Regions from separate parts of the Sus scrofa genome. Here regions 2 and 3 are each linked to region 1. The links are chromatin contacts, called in public Hi-C maps. All regions are on one chromosome and are shown on one strand. The core of a region is the stretch at or near the end of the contact, and the rest is flanking DNA. Distances in the headings are between cores, read along the strand shown. Region 1 overlaps FBXW7 (F-box/WD repeat-containing protein 7). Region 2 has its middle 160 kb from the start of GATB. Region 3 has its middle 310 kb from the start of GATB.

Region 1 (2,796 bases), core at 197-2,696:
CTGGGTTAAGTTCGCTACACCGGAATCTCTCCTTTACACCCCTGATGTTGCCTCTTAGTGATTTTTCACCCGCTGACCCTCACACTGCTCCTTGGCTATAAATCCCCACTTTTCTTTGATGAGCCCAATCTAATTTCCACCGCTGTAAAACCCCCTTGGAGTAGTGCTTATCCCTATGTGACAGTCCCCTTGAATGAAGTCTGTCTCATTATTTTAATAAGAGTCATAAACTGTTGGATAACTTCACAAATGAAGCCTCTTAAAAGCAGTTATACACAAAAAAAATCCCAAATTTATAAATGTGCCATAGTGCCAAAGTTATCTGTAAGTCAATTATTTGAATCTTTGAATGTATTTTGTCAAAGAAACAATGTCAACTCTGATGGGTTCCCAGGCTTACCCTCCGAAATATGAATGTAACAGTAGTTGAAAAAGTTCTTAGGGAGAAAACACACAAAGGTCACAAAATATAGTAGAAAGAGAAAGGCTACTACCTACAGCATAAGAGAGTCCTGAGGTTAAATACCAGCTTTACTACTTACCAAGAAAACTGGGAAGAGGTAACCTGTTTGAGCCTCTACTGACTGAATATAATAATACCTAACTTATAACACTTAACAGGCATTTAAATCATTTAAGAATTAATTAAAACACAGAAAACAGTGGAACAATGCCTAGAATATATAGTAGGTGTTTTTTAAAGTGAAAGAAATTATTAATAGCATTATTATACTACTACTGTACATCAATTAAGAAGAGAAATTAACAAGCAATAGGTTAAAATTCCAGTGATTAGATATATTAAAAATTTTTCTCCTCATAACTACAAAACAACTAGAAGAGACAATGAGGGGTTTTAAAAGAAATAGAAGGCTATGGCTCTAACAGTCTCTAATTTACCATTAGCTGAAACATATTCAAGCAAAAAGACATATGCACAAGATTTACTATAGTATTACTATAATCATAAAAACCTGTATTTCACTGATAACATAAAGTTTTATTAAAATGCAGTCATGTCCATTCACCCACTCATTTAAGTATTGCCTACAGCTGCTTTCATGCTACAATGTCAGAGCTGAGTAGTTTTAACTGACTATCTAGTCCACAAAGCCTACAATAGTTGTGGGCCCTTTGTAGAAAAAGTTTGTGGACCCCTGATTTAAGCTAACTCTCAATGATAACAATACACAAGAGTGGTATTAATGCAAATATTTTCTCAAATGTCACAAATAATCTAATTTTATTTCTACTTTCACTTTAGAGTAAATGATTTTAAATACGGTATTTTAAACAGATCTTGATATGGAATGTGATCACTACAAAACTGTTTTCAACATCACTGCCTGAGCTCCTGGGTTTCAGGTGAACAGGGCCCTGTACCACACTGTACCCACGGCCTCTCTGCCGCTCTGACCAGCAGCTCGACCCCACTTTCTGAGTCAGCTGTGCTGCTGCTGCTGCTTACGTTACACAATCAGTACATGGTTCAAGGCCAAGAATATATAAGGCACTCTAAAAACGTGTTTGTCTGTAAACCAGCAGAGTCAATCAGATATCTAAAATCTCTATACAAAGCACTGATTGCCTATCATTTGGAAATTTCTACCAAAATGGCAACCCTGAAGAATAACTTTACCAGAATATTCTAAATGCTTCAAAGTCGCCAAATAAAAAGTTAATAAATGAGATAGAAACATTAAAGTGAATTTTCTTTCAGCATGCTATTAGTTTTAAGATATTATTTCTCTTATCACTAGAAAAAAATGCTGCCAGATAAGCTAAAAAATTCCATCAAGATTTATTCCTATTTTAGATATGTTTAAAATGTAGAAGAAGAATGTATCGTAGGATTTAGGAAATACACTATTACCATAACTAGGCATTCCAATTTCAGAGAAAAATAAACCAAATTTCCAGTGATTTTATAGACTAAGTTTTTCATACAAATTTTCTCTTCCTTTAAAGGATGATTACTCCTTTTAGAATAAAAAGTTATACAGTCAACTAATATTCTCAAATATTTCTGGTATCAAGAATTACCTATAGGACTTACACACCCTATTAGGACCTTAATACTGAAAACACTTGAAGGTTACTGGTTACAGGCCGGACTGCTATTTCTTTAGTGTTGTTAGTATTAAGTCCAAAGTATCTTTGGATACTTTTAACATAACATTACACATTATTTTAACATAATATTAAATTAGACTACCAAGTACTAATATTATATTAGATAGCAAGGTAAATAAATTTCCTGAAAACATTTCCAGAGCTATAGTTATGACAACTATTTTAAAGAGTTTTTCGGGAGTTCCCGTCGTGGTGCAGTGGTTAACGAATCCGACTAGGAACCATGAGGTTGCGGGTTTGGTCCCTGCCCTTGTTCAGTGGGTTAGCGATCCGGCATTGCCGTGAGCTGTGGTGTAGGTTGCAGACGCGGCTCGGATCCTGCGTTGCTGTGGCTCTGGCGTAGGCTGGCGGCCACAGCTCCGATTAGACCCCTAGCCTGGGAACCTCCATATGTCGCAGGAGCGGCCCAAGAAATAGCAAAAAAAAAAAAAAAAGAGTTTTTCCCAATTTTAAAAATTATTTTCTTGTGCAAACATGAAATAGATTAACATCTGAGAAGGATGGAGGGCAATGACGTGTTTTTCAGTTTCTGATATGTCAAGTTGTTGAAGGGGTATCATCACACATTAGCTCACTACTTGGAAAGAAACAGCCTACAAAATAGAGAAGTCTATATACTTTGTTGTCATTTTATAAAATTTAATTGACAGAAGCTAAACATAT
Region 2 (2,796 bases), core at 113-2,612, 420 kb before region 1:
GTGGACGCTTCCCTTCCATGCCTTCCAAACATTGCCTGGATTATTGGAGTTTCCGATTTCTCTAGGAAAATTCTTGGCAGGTTCTGAGATGATGAAAGGTGAGACATGTGGCTTCAATGCAGATAGATCATCCATGAAGAAGAATTTAAAAGCCCTTTGAGTGGTTTTGATTTTCGACTAAACCCTTAAGTTTAGGAATCTTTCTGGGTTTTTAGGGTGTCTCGGCAATTCTTTATTTGCGAGTAATGTTCTAATTTCATTAATTTTGCTGTTACCGTATTTTCTCAGAGATCTTCCTGTGCCTTGAAGCTTCCAGGTCCAATGTTAAGTTGTCCCCGAAGCATGTGGCGTCCTTGCCTTACTGCTCAGGTAGCTTTCATTTTGGCAAATAGCAGCTACCAGCTGTGATTGAAATATGCAGCCAAGGCTTTAGGGCTGACGGGGGAGACGGTCTTCCTGCGGGACAGATGGTACCTCCGGCCTTACTCAGACCCGCCACCTAAGCCCATGTGGCCTTGGATGTGTGCCTGAGGCCAAGGGTCACACCAACTTGTAAGTGGGCCCCAGGCCAGCCTAGCAGATGGGTGAGGGTGGGGAGCCAGCAGACCGCATGGGGCCTTAGGAGGGTCTGCACAGGGAGAGGGGCAGCATTCCACTAGCTCCCCAAGAAGGCCCTGGTACCTTGACACAAAAATCATGCTTCCCAATGGGAGGGGGATGTGTGCCCATCCCCAGGCAACTGTCTTTGGCCGTGGAGGCAGTGAGAGATCCTCTGAATGTCCACCTTTACCTGAAATGTGAAATGCCCAAAAGAGCGCCTTTGGGGCAGAAAACTGGGATTTTCCACAGACAGATCATTTTCTCTCTCCTGGCAAATCCTTTTTAAAATTTATTTATTTATTTATTTTTTTAAGATTTGTGATTTTACCCTGCTTTTGGAGAGGTTGTTTTTGTTGTTGTTGCTTTTCTTTCCCCTTTGGCTGTATCTATGGCATGTGGAAGTTCCTGGGGTCAGGGATCAAACCTGTACCACAGCAGTGACAATGCTGGATCCTTAACCCACTGTGCCACCAGAGAACTTCCCTGGCAATTCTTAGGGGAGAGTGAGTGCTCTGGGTCCCTGGGCTCCTGGGTGATCTGGACACTGGGGCCCTTGATGGTGATAGGGGCAGAATCAGGGGTTGGGGGGAGGCAGGCCCTGGCCCGCAGAGAAACTTTTAGGACTTTCCCTCTTCCTCTTTTATGGCCTGTCCCTGCCCCTCCCCTTCTCTCTTTCTTCTGCAGAGCCTTTGTGCCATAAATACCCTGTCTGCTGTACAGCTGACATTCTGGAGTCACCTCTATCTGTGGCAGTTGGCTGGCTCTGGGTCCTGCCAGCCAAGTGTCACGAATGCCTTGCAGGGGACAGGGCTGGGACAATAAAGAACGTCATGTGCTGGTCTGCAGATCTGCATTTATTTTTGTTCGACAGGCAACATGCTTACCTGGCCAGGATGGTTGGAAATACAAGGATTGCCGTGCATGCGTTCCAGGACTCAGAGAAATTTCTAGGGAAATCTGGAGGCAACCTGGCTGGGGGTGCAGTTCAAGGTTTTATAGATGGAGAGGGAAGGGAGGTGGCCCCTGGGCAGACAGGGGAGCTGGAGTAGGACACTGCTGATGGCAAAGGAGGCACACCCTGATTGGCAGGTGCATGTCCTCATTCTAGGGGACAGAAAAGGCAAGCTTTGCCACCCAGCTCCACCTAAGGCTGCGGATCTGAGTTTGAAAGATCTGATTCCCTTCACCCAGAGAAGGGGTCTTACAATAGCACACAGCATTCAGTAGGATAATCAAAGAACTTTCTAGTAGAGCAGTTGAGAAGTAGATGGGTCCCAGCATCACAGGTGGACCGAAGCTGGGCACGACCTTGATATGTGTACATGTGTATCAGAAGGTACTTAAGCCACGTTCAATACCATGCTCACAGCCCTGGTTCCTTACCTCTACCCAGAACTTATTTACCCATCCTTCCTGTTTGCTACACATTAACCTCAATCTGTCTCAATTGTCAGCACATTCTGATCTCAGAGCAAGAGATCATAAGTACTCTAATCACTTGTGTTTTGCAAATGAGACAGTAAGTCGCGTCTGTCAGGTCGCAGCTAGTGCAAGCAGACTGGGATTTGAACTCTACTCCAGAGTGTTTCCTCTCAGTGATGCCACTGTATTTTATACCCCGCAGGGATAGCTAATTCCCAATGCACGTGCCCTGTGCCTTCCTCCCTCTCCAGATGGGGGGCTGCCTACGGACAAGGATCATGTCTGGTGTACCTTTTGTTTCCTCCCAGCGAGTAACACAGTATCTAGTGGGCACTCGGTGAATGTATTTTTAACCACAACACTTGGCATCAATGGTTGGCCATGCCATTATCCCCCCCCATGGCACAAATTATGGAATAAACAGCTTTCATTTTTGTTTTGCACCTCAGCTGCCATTCAGACTGTTTGCCACCCTCCTCCTGGCACCCTGTGCCCTTGACTCTTTCTGGATGCTTAGAATTGCGGGAAGCAGCTCAGGATGAACAGCCGGCTGCCAACTAGGTGTGACCAGCCTCTGGGGTCTGTTTGTTCCGGCCAGAGATAACCACCCAAGGCACAAAGCAGCACTTTTGAAAGCGCCTCCTCCCTCAAGATTTCTCTCCTCTGCCCCGGGAAGTTGCCTAGCAACCTCTCTTCTTCCCTCTCTCCTTGCCTCATGTGGAGTACCACTCCTATTTTCATTACCCCATCACCGAGCCCCCAAACACTCTTCCA
Region 3 (2,796 bases), core at 125-2,624, 270 kb before region 1:
GGGGGCTGGCACACGCTGGAAGTCTCCTGCCTGGAGACACTATGGGCGGGGGCTAGCTGCAGCATCAGGGTCGGAGGGCCCCTTCAGACGACAGGGACAGCATGTGAGTCATCATCATGGCAGGAAACGCATGTTGTGGCATTGCTTCACTTTCACTGTCCCTACCCATGAAACAGGAATTAATCATAATCTGAGGAGATATGCAAATCCATCCACTCATTCAAAAAAATACTTGAGTACCTTACTATGTGCCAGGTGCCTGTGCTAGGCGCCGGGAATAGGTGCAGGCAAACAAAACAGACAAAAATCCCTGTTTCCATGGAGCTTCGATTCTTGGTGGGGGAAGATTCATGACAATAAGCAAATAAGTAAGTAATATTCATGACCTGTTAATGATGTCAGTGGTGGTTTGGGGGTTTTTCTTTTTTTTCTTTTTTTTTTTTAGGGCCGCACCTGTGCCATATGGAGGTTCCCAGGCTAGGGGTCCAATCAGAGCTGAAGCCACCAGCCTACCTCACAGCTCATGGCAACACTGGATCCTTAACCCACTGAGCGAGGCCAGGGATTAAACCTGCAACGTCATGGTTCCTAGTCGGGTTCTTTAACCACTGAGCCAGAATGGTAACTCCCATGTCAATGCTGTTATAGTGCAGTGGAGATAAAGTGTGTGTGTGAGAGAGAGAGAGATTTTAAATAGAGTGACTGGGCAGCCCTCACTGGGAAAGTGATCCTTGAATAAAGAAAGACTTGAAGGAGGAGAGAGAGCAAGCCATGTGGATACCTGGCAGAGAGAGCACCCAGTGCAAAGGCCCTGAGGCCACCGTGGCTGGATCAGAGCGAGAAAAGCTGAGTGAGAGGATGTGCTGTGACACGGCTGGAGGGCAGATGCCTCCAGGTGTTGTAGACCATTATAGAGACTTTGACCTTGATCTGTGTCAGAAGAGGGCGTGAGGAATCATGTGATCTAACTCCGATTTCTGGCTGCTTGGTGGAGAGGGGGCTTAAAGGCGCAAGGGCAAAAGAAAGGAGGCCTGAGAGGAAGCTTTTCAGTGGTCCTGGGATGATGGTGGCCTGGAGCAAGGTGGCGGCTGTGGAGGTGGTGAGATTAATTTTAAATGGCACCTGTCAAGCCTCACCACTCTTTGTGGTGCCCGGCAAGAGCGCAATGGAGGACGAGGGTGGTTATGATTATGAACAAAGAACATGGGCAAAAGTGTGAAATTAGGGGCAAAAAAAGACACAATGTTCTGTGTGCCAGCCGTGATCTGGAGAAGAAGAAGCAGAGCCAGAAACCTGGGTTAATGACAGCACGGCATCAGGAGTAATCACAGAGGCACTATTTTGGGACCAGGGAAAAAAAAAAAAAAGATTGTTCTAAGCTTCAAAGGCACCACACGGGTGCAGCCAGGAGGGATCTGTCCCCCGGCCAAAACCTCCAAGAGAAGCAGAGAATGAAGAAAAGTCAAGGTCAGCTGGCTTCGGGGACACCGCGAGGCAATAGTGAGAGCATTTTGTTTGTCTATCTTTACGTGCCCAGAGAACCTCCTTGGGAAGTTAGACATGACATAGCACCTGATACCCTGTTTGGACACTTGACTGTCTCTAAATCGATATAAAAAGTAGCAAATGTAGAGCAAGCTGAGCCTTTCAGACACCCATGAGCCCTTGCTCCTTCTGTGTGGGGTACATCTTGGGGCCGCTTGCCATGGGCCATGGTGGAAGGGGAGCTCCACTTACAAAGCAAACAGTTTCAGGGCAACAGTTCTTTGGGGCACTCAAGGTTGCCGCTGGCTGACTGTGTGGATCGCAGGGCTCTGCCACTGCACGAGAGGCTCCAGGTGCAAAGGTGCAGGTGCCCACACCGGTGGGCCCAGGGGTGGGTCACCACTGAGAGCCCCTGTCACAAATCCCCTCCTCCGGAAAGAACGCCCCTTTGGAATCGTAAGGAATAGTTGACATGCAGTGATGCTGCTGTTTTGCAAATCCCTAGGGAGGGAGAAAACGGCTCTAGCACTGTGGAATAGCTCTTTCTGGAATGATAACACCTTCTACCTCTGGGCTGCCCAGGATGGGACCCCTGGCCACATGCAGCCATTGAGCATTTGAACTGTGACAAAGGAAACGGAGGGCCTAGGTTTTTAATTTTATTTCCTTTTAATTAGCAAATATGCACATTCAAAGAGGCATTTGGGGCTGAAACATACAGCTCTGGAAGATTTACGAACTTGTATTCCAAATCCTCTCTTCTCAACTCAGTAAAGAATGTAAGTATCTCTGGATTTAGGTCTTCGCTTTAGGAGTTTCAGGAGCAAGGGACAAGGGGCCACAGGGTCACCTGAAGATTGCAATAACCAGGTCACCTGCAGAATCCGGGATGGTGACCAGTAGCTGCGGGACTGGGACAGGCTCTGATGTCTTGAGGTGCCTCTGCTTCTTCCCCATCTTCCTTGCAAGTGGTGAGAATCAAACTACTCTCAACATCGAAGTTTCTTTTTTTCAAAGGGATGATACTGTTGTGAAAATCTTTTTCAGGGCCTCTGGGCTCCTAAAGAAATGAGAAACTGCTTAATGAAAAAGACATACAGAATTCCAGATATTCTTCACTGGTTTCTAAATTCATCCCCTCCTAAGGCCAGAAGAACAACAAGGAGCCTTTTTTGGCCATATTCCTAATATTTACACCGTGAAACCTCGAGGCCAACCAGCAGCCTAAGTGACAGAAACACGCACGGTACCAAGCGCTGAAAATAGCAACCATAACAGCCAAAGGAGGCAAAGTGGAGGGCTGTGCTGTTG

What was found. Hi-C and Micro-C count contacts between places; a contact is called where the count stands out from the background.
Region 2: a contact with region 1 is called in a Hi-C map of heart right ventricle, with 4 times the contacts expected there. The contact joins two enhancer-like sites. A contact is called at or near these places in 3 of 47 Hi-C or Micro-C datasets (epiblast stem cells, fetal heart ventricle and heart right ventricle) and 1 of 2 datasets of contacts at active chromatin or transcription factors (skeletal muscle).
Region 3: a contact with region 1 is called in a Hi-C map of heart right ventricle, with 4 times the contacts expected there. The contact joins two enhancer-like sites. A contact is called at or near these places in 2 of 47 Hi-C or Micro-C datasets (embryonic fibroblasts and heart right ventricle).

What each region holds. Positions count from the first base shown.
Region 1 is chr8:76,639,936-76,642,731 of Sscrofa11.1, reverse strand. All of the region lies in intron 2 of FBXW7 (F-box/WD repeat-containing protein 7), which reads right to left. Among named protein-coding and RNA genes, the nearest start is that of FBXW7, 160 kb to the right of the region's middle. Within about 2 kb of position 1,446, at least 6 of the 83 cell types and tissues checked have an H3K27ac peak or open chromatin away from gene starts, as enhancers often do.
Region 2 is chr8:77,058,102-77,060,897 of Sscrofa11.1, reverse strand. No RefSeq gene overlaps it. Among named protein-coding and RNA genes, the nearest start is that of GATB, 160 kb to the left of the region's middle. Within about 2 kb of position 1,362, at least 4 of the 83 cell types and tissues checked have an H3K27ac peak or open chromatin away from gene starts, as enhancers often do.
Region 3 is chr8:76,914,664-76,917,459 of Sscrofa11.1, reverse strand. No RefSeq gene overlaps it. Among named protein-coding and RNA genes, the nearest start is that of GATB, 310 kb to the left of the region's middle. Within about 2 kb of position 1,374, at least 5 of the 83 cell types and tissues checked have an H3K27ac peak or open chromatin away from gene starts, as enhancers often do.